Linked DNA regions of Cricetulus griseus: region 1 is linked to region 2. Evidence: chromatin contacts called from public Hi-C data. All regions are on one chromosome and are shown on one strand. The core of a region is the stretch at or near the end of the contact, and the rest is flanking DNA. Distances in the headings are between cores, read along the strand shown.

Evidence for each region. Hi-C and Micro-C count contacts between places; a contact is called where the count stands out from the background.
Region 1: a contact with region 2 is called in a Hi-C map of liver, with 3 times the contacts expected there. The contact joins the enhancer-like site here to the promoter of LOC103161573 in region 2. A contact is called at or near these places in 4 of 8 Hi-C or Micro-C datasets (the CHK-Q cell line, the CHO-K1 cell line and liver).

The regions. Positions count from the first base shown.
Region 1 is chr6:153,208,414-153,211,113 of CriGri-PICRH-1.0, reverse strand. Shank1 (SH3 and multiple ankyrin repeat domains protein 1) reads right to left here. Exons shown (of 23, transcript XM_035446621.1): 15 at 1,057-1,139; 16 at 684-808; 17 at 94-229. Among named protein-coding and RNA genes, the nearest start is that of Shank1, 29 kb to the right of the region's middle. Within about 2 kb of position 1,358, at least 1 of the 6 cell types and tissues checked has open chromatin away from gene starts, as enhancers often do.
Region 2 is chr6:153,135,988-153,138,687 of CriGri-PICRH-1.0, reverse strand. LOC103161573 (formyl peptide receptor-related sequence 4) reads left to right here and starts at 1,274. Exons shown (of 1, transcript XM_035447014.1): 1 at 1,274-2,457. The coding sequence starts at 1,469. The coding sequence ends at 2,422.

The DNA.
Region 1 (2,700 bases), core at 109-2,608, 72 kb before region 2:
TGCCCCTCCCTGCAGCTTTGGGGCTGGAGCACAGAGCTCTGTGTGTGCCAGGCCAGCTCTCTACTACACAGCTGAAGCACAGCAGCGAAGTACCTTTTTTGTGAACGGCTTCGTCCATGTCTGGGTGTCTGGTCACCATCACCACCTTGACCATCAGTGTGTTGCCTCCCTGGCGGATCATATTGACCACCTGACGGTGGCCAACCTTTACTACATTCTGTCCGTTCACCTGTGTCATGAAGGAAGGGTAGAAGACTTTCAGCTCTAGAGTCCCCAACAGAATGACCTCCTACCACACCCTTTCTCATCCTTATAACCTGTGTTCCCAAATGGACTGACCTGTACACTCTAGTCACCCTACACCCTTCATGTCCGTGTATTGCATATGTTGGGGGACAATACTTTTTAATTTTTATTTTAAGGTACAGTATACTCTGTGGCCCAGGCTGATCTGGAACTCACTATGTAGCCCAGGCCAGCCTTGAACTAGTGACAGTGGCGGTTTTCCTGGAATAGCTAGTTGGAATGACAGGTATGAGCCATCACACTAATATGGGTACCTTTCAAGGGTCCAGGAAGAGTTGCCTTATGGGATGACTCCATAGACTAAATGGGCTGAAGGGGTGACCAGACTCAGGGGTTGTCCCCAGGATCCCCAGGAGGACAGTGTGGCTGGGGCTCACCTCGATGAGGAAGTCTCCCATCCGTAGTCCAGCCCGCCATGCCACGCCACCCTCGTCCACAGACTCGAGGTACTGCAGCGCCGGGAAGGCCGGGGTGGGGGTGAATTCCTCGATGGGGGTCTGCGCTGCAGACGGGGAGGAGCCGGCGGGGTCGGAGGGGAGGGGGTGGAGAGGCCGAGCAGGGGATGGGGCTCAGACCCAAGTCACAGAGGACTCACTGGAGCTGAGGGACCAGCACCCCAGGGTGGGGCAATGGGTGGGCTTAGGGTCTTTGTGTGTGTGGGGGGTCCCTTCTCTTTTTCCATCCTCCCTATGCAGGCCCTGCTTCTTGGGTCAGAGAGGCTCTCCCTTCCCCTCCCCGGCCAGCACTCACCCTTGGCCCCCCGTAGCACGAACCCGAACCCCTCACTGTCCTTCTTCTGCAGTAAGACTGTCTTCTCCTTGATGATGTAATCACTGGCAGGAGGCAGGAGGAAGGGATGGGGGAGGAGAGGGCTCATGAGGTACAGAGTGGGTGCCCCACCCAGGCACAGGGTGCCCCAGCCCCTGCATGGAGGCCATTCTCGGCAGTTCCCCACCCCCATCCAGTCTGTACTTATGCTCACAACGCCCCCTCAGAGCCTGGGGTGCTCTTGTTCCCGCCCACTCTTTCCTCATTCATCCTTCCGTGAATCCATCCACCCATCCATTCAACAGAGCTGTTACTGAGCCCACGGTGCACCAGGCACCCAGTGGGGTGGGAGAGGAGGCTCTCAATTCTCACAGCCCTGCCTGGGTTCTAGCTGGCAGCTTGAACCTATCTGTCTGTGACCTTGAACCTATGATTTTAACCTTTTGTGCTGCAGTTTCCAAGTCTGTCACAGGGGCCTGCCTGAAGAGGCTGTGAGGGAGTTCAGAAGCTGTGCTATACACACAGGGTGTACCACAGAGCCCAGGAGGCCAAGGTGCTAAGTCAAAAGGGTGGATGCATTAACACATCTCATCTCCTTTACTACAGGAATACCTTCAGAGGACCAATCAAAACAGTGTTTACATTACCCATCCAGTCTGTTAGCCACTAGCTGCACATGGCTATTTTTTAAATCAACACTAATCAAAATTAAACTTAAAGTGTCAGTTCCTCAGTTATGGTGGCCACGTGATGTTCCTGATGACAGTGCTGACACAGAACATTCCTGCGTTATTGCAAGTTCCGGTGGACAGTGCTGACTGATGCATCCCTTGATAAGTTTCAAGTGTGTCACACACAGGCTGTCAGTACACTCTGGTCACACACCAATTACCAGTCCTGATGATGCAAGCCTGTCAGCTCAGCTACGGGAGGGGGTTGCTGAGAAAGGAGGGTCAAAGCTTAAGATCAGCCTGAGCAACTTCGTGAGGCTCTGTCTGAAGATAAAACGTGGGATGAGAGCTAGGGATACGGCTTAGCAGTAATGCCCTTGCCTAGAATCCCCAGTGAGGGTCTAGGGTGTGGTTCAGTTCTAGAGCATATGCTTAGAATCCCCCAGTGAGAGGCTGGGGCATGGCTCAGTGCTGGAGTATCTGCCTAGAATTCCCCAGTGAAGGGCTGGAGTGTGGTTCAGTGCTGGAGTATCTGCCTAGAATCCCTCAGAGAGGCGCTAGGGTATGGATCATGCACAAAGGCCCTGAGTTTCATCTCCAGCATTGGAAAAAATAAACACCAATTCCCCCTGAATACAGTGTCAGTTCTAAAGCTATATATGTCACCAGTACATCTTAGTAGGATACAACACAGAGAAAACCAATAAAATTAAAATCATAGCACTCATTTCTACGCTTGTTCAGGTTGGTTGCAGCACAGCCTCAGATCCTGGATCATCACTCTACCCCCTCAGCAGGCTACAGCCATTCCCTGTTCATCCTAATATATGGACAGGAGCACCTAGCTGCTCTACTTCAAGCCAATTCCTTGCAGAATACCCCAGAATATTTAGCACCACCAGAATACAGGCACTGCAGTGCCTCTCTGCAGCAGCAGTCTGTGTTAGCATCTAGA
Region 2 (2,700 bases), core at 25-2,524:
ACACCATTGCCTCCTACCGAAGCCTAGCCACGCCCTCCAATCCTCCCTATTTAGGTACTCAAAAGTGGTGCAAAGATATACAGGCAGGCAAAACACTTATAAACATAAGATCAAAATTTAAACTTAAAATTGTATTTATTTATTTACTTGGGAGGTGTAAAAGCATGTGGTATTTGTGTGAAGGTCAGAGGGCAACTCGTAATTTCCTGTGCTCACATTCAGACTGTTAGGTTTTGTGACAACTATCTTTTTTTTTTTTTTTTTTTTAGGTGGGGTCTTATGTAGCCAGGCTGGCCTCAGAGTTGCTAGGTAGTTAAGGGTGATCTTGAACTTCTGATCTTCCAAGTACTGGGATTACAGGCCTGTGTCATTATGCCCTGGGTGCCACTCAGTGAAGTTTTGAACAGGAGTATGTTATCTGCAGCAACAAGATGATGCCAAATTCTATACCAGAATGTTAGAATAGCCAGCAGGCTATGTGTGTGTGTGTGTGTGTGTGTGTGTGTGTGTGTGTGTGTGTGTGTGTGTAAGCAAGCATGTGGCTTATTCTGGGAACCACAGTGCAGAGGAAGGGAAGTGTTGGCCAGGAGGCTGGTGAGGTGGGTAGAGTCACAAGGCACAGAACCCTGAGAGGCGCTGACCCTACCTGGGAGTACTGAGATGAACAAGCCCTTCTTCCATTCTCAGAGTGGGGAACTGAGGCCCAGACTGGGTGGCCTCTCTGGTTTCCAGCCAAGTCTGACTCCTTTTATTTGTGAGCTCACCAGGCATTTAAACTTTGGGTCAAGAGAAGTCCAGACCACCAGCTGCTGCTTGGGTGTCCCAAAGACATCCCACACCTACTGACCGGTGAGCTCAGAGCATGAGGGGTGGGAGTAAGTGGTGGGCCTGAGTCTAAATCTGGAGTTGACACCCAAGAGTCAGAGGACTGAGGGATGGGACAGCCCTCAGGTCTCCAATCCTCATGGCCTTGGTGGCTTTTCATCCTGACTGACTGGCCCTTGAACTTGAAGTGTCTGTGTTCTTCAGAATGGACTGAGGAGGTAGGGAAGAGGGGAGGGCCTGGAGAGTGAGGGACAGACAGGAGGGGGCACAGCTGAGAAGGGGAGTGCCAGGTAGGATATTCCCTTCCTAGACTCAGGAGCACTGGGGAAACATAGAAGATGCAGGACAGGGGAGGGTGTGGAGGTCAGCCCCGCCCTGCATATCAGAACAGACTGAGGGGTCATTGGAGAGGAGGGGGAGGGCTGAGCTGGGTCACTGTGATGAAGGCATGAAGGCATGATTTGTCAAGATGGCAGACTGGTGGCAGGTCCCAGAAACAAAAAAGAGAGGATGACACCAGGATCTGGGGGCACTGGGACTGTCCCTGAGGTGCCCATCTGAGAGGCTTGGGACAGTGTGTATGTGTGTGCGCGTGGACTCTCTGATGTGGAGGCTTTGTTTGTCCCTCTAGCTCCAGTCAGCCATGGAGAGCCCTGTGGAGATGCAGCAGCCTCTGGAGATTCTGTACCTGCCCTGGGCAGTTCTCTTTCTCCTTTACTCTCTGGTGGCAATTGTCTCTTACCTCCTGGACATGGCCAGCCACAGCCTGCTGGCTCAGGCTGGAGAATCCCTCCTTCCTGTCTCTCTGTCTGCAGCCTGGTTTGGCCACCAGCTCATTGCTGACATCATCTTCCTGGGGCTCCTGCCTCTCAGCCTCACCTGGACCCACACCTGCTGGCCCCTGGGCCTTGCCTTCTGCCACCTGGATCCACGTCTGGCCTTCTTGACTTTCAGTGCTAGTGGCCGGCTGCTGACTCATGTGGCTGCTGACCACTGTACATCCTTGCTCCAACCATCCTGGGCACTGGCTCATCGTATAGCCCGCCAAATAGTTATCTGGGCTGGTAGGTTCTGGATCCTTCTGCTGGGCCTGGCTGTGAGAGCCTTAGGAACTTTGAGGGATCGAAATGGCTGCAGTGACCCTTTCAACAGGACAGTGACCCTGGAATCCCCTAGGCATGGCCAGGACCCCTCAGCCTGGAGCCCTGAGCTGGATCAACTGGTGTTTGGGTTTGGGGTGCCACTGGGGGTACTGAGTGTCTTCCATAGTGTGGTGCGGGAGCAGCTGCAGCTGGCCAGGGTCTCAGGGAGGCCTCCGTTGCTAAGCTCGCCAAGGGCCACTGCAGTCATGCTGTTCATCTCTTGGTTTCCCTTCCACCTGCTGCTGCTGCTCAAGTTCCTGGGCATGTGGGGGTCCCGACTGCAGCTGGAGGATGTGTGGGTGTTGCTGAGCCCTCTGGGGCTCACTCTGCTGGGATCAACTAGCTTCCTCAACCCACTGTTGTATGTGTGTGGGGACAAGGAAATTCGGAGATGGCTGCGCAGGGCCTTACGGTTCCCTCCAGAAGGAGAGGAGGCAGAGGAACCCAGGCATTAGGAGTGGAGGCTGAGAGGCTCTGGGGCAGCCTGAGGGAGTGGGGCACAGTCTGGGGTGGGCGGCTCTTGTCTTGGCTGAAACAAAGGCACAGGAAGTGTAGTGGGGGGAGAGAGAGACTTAGAAAAGCAGGACGGAGACCTGGGGAAAGAGATGGGGGGTGGGGGAGTGGGAGTCACACAGAATGTGGCAGACAGAGGTCCTGACAGGGAGCAGGGGTGACAGACAGGAGGCTCCAATGAGGTATGTAAATAGAACTGGTGTAGGAAGAATTGGGAGAG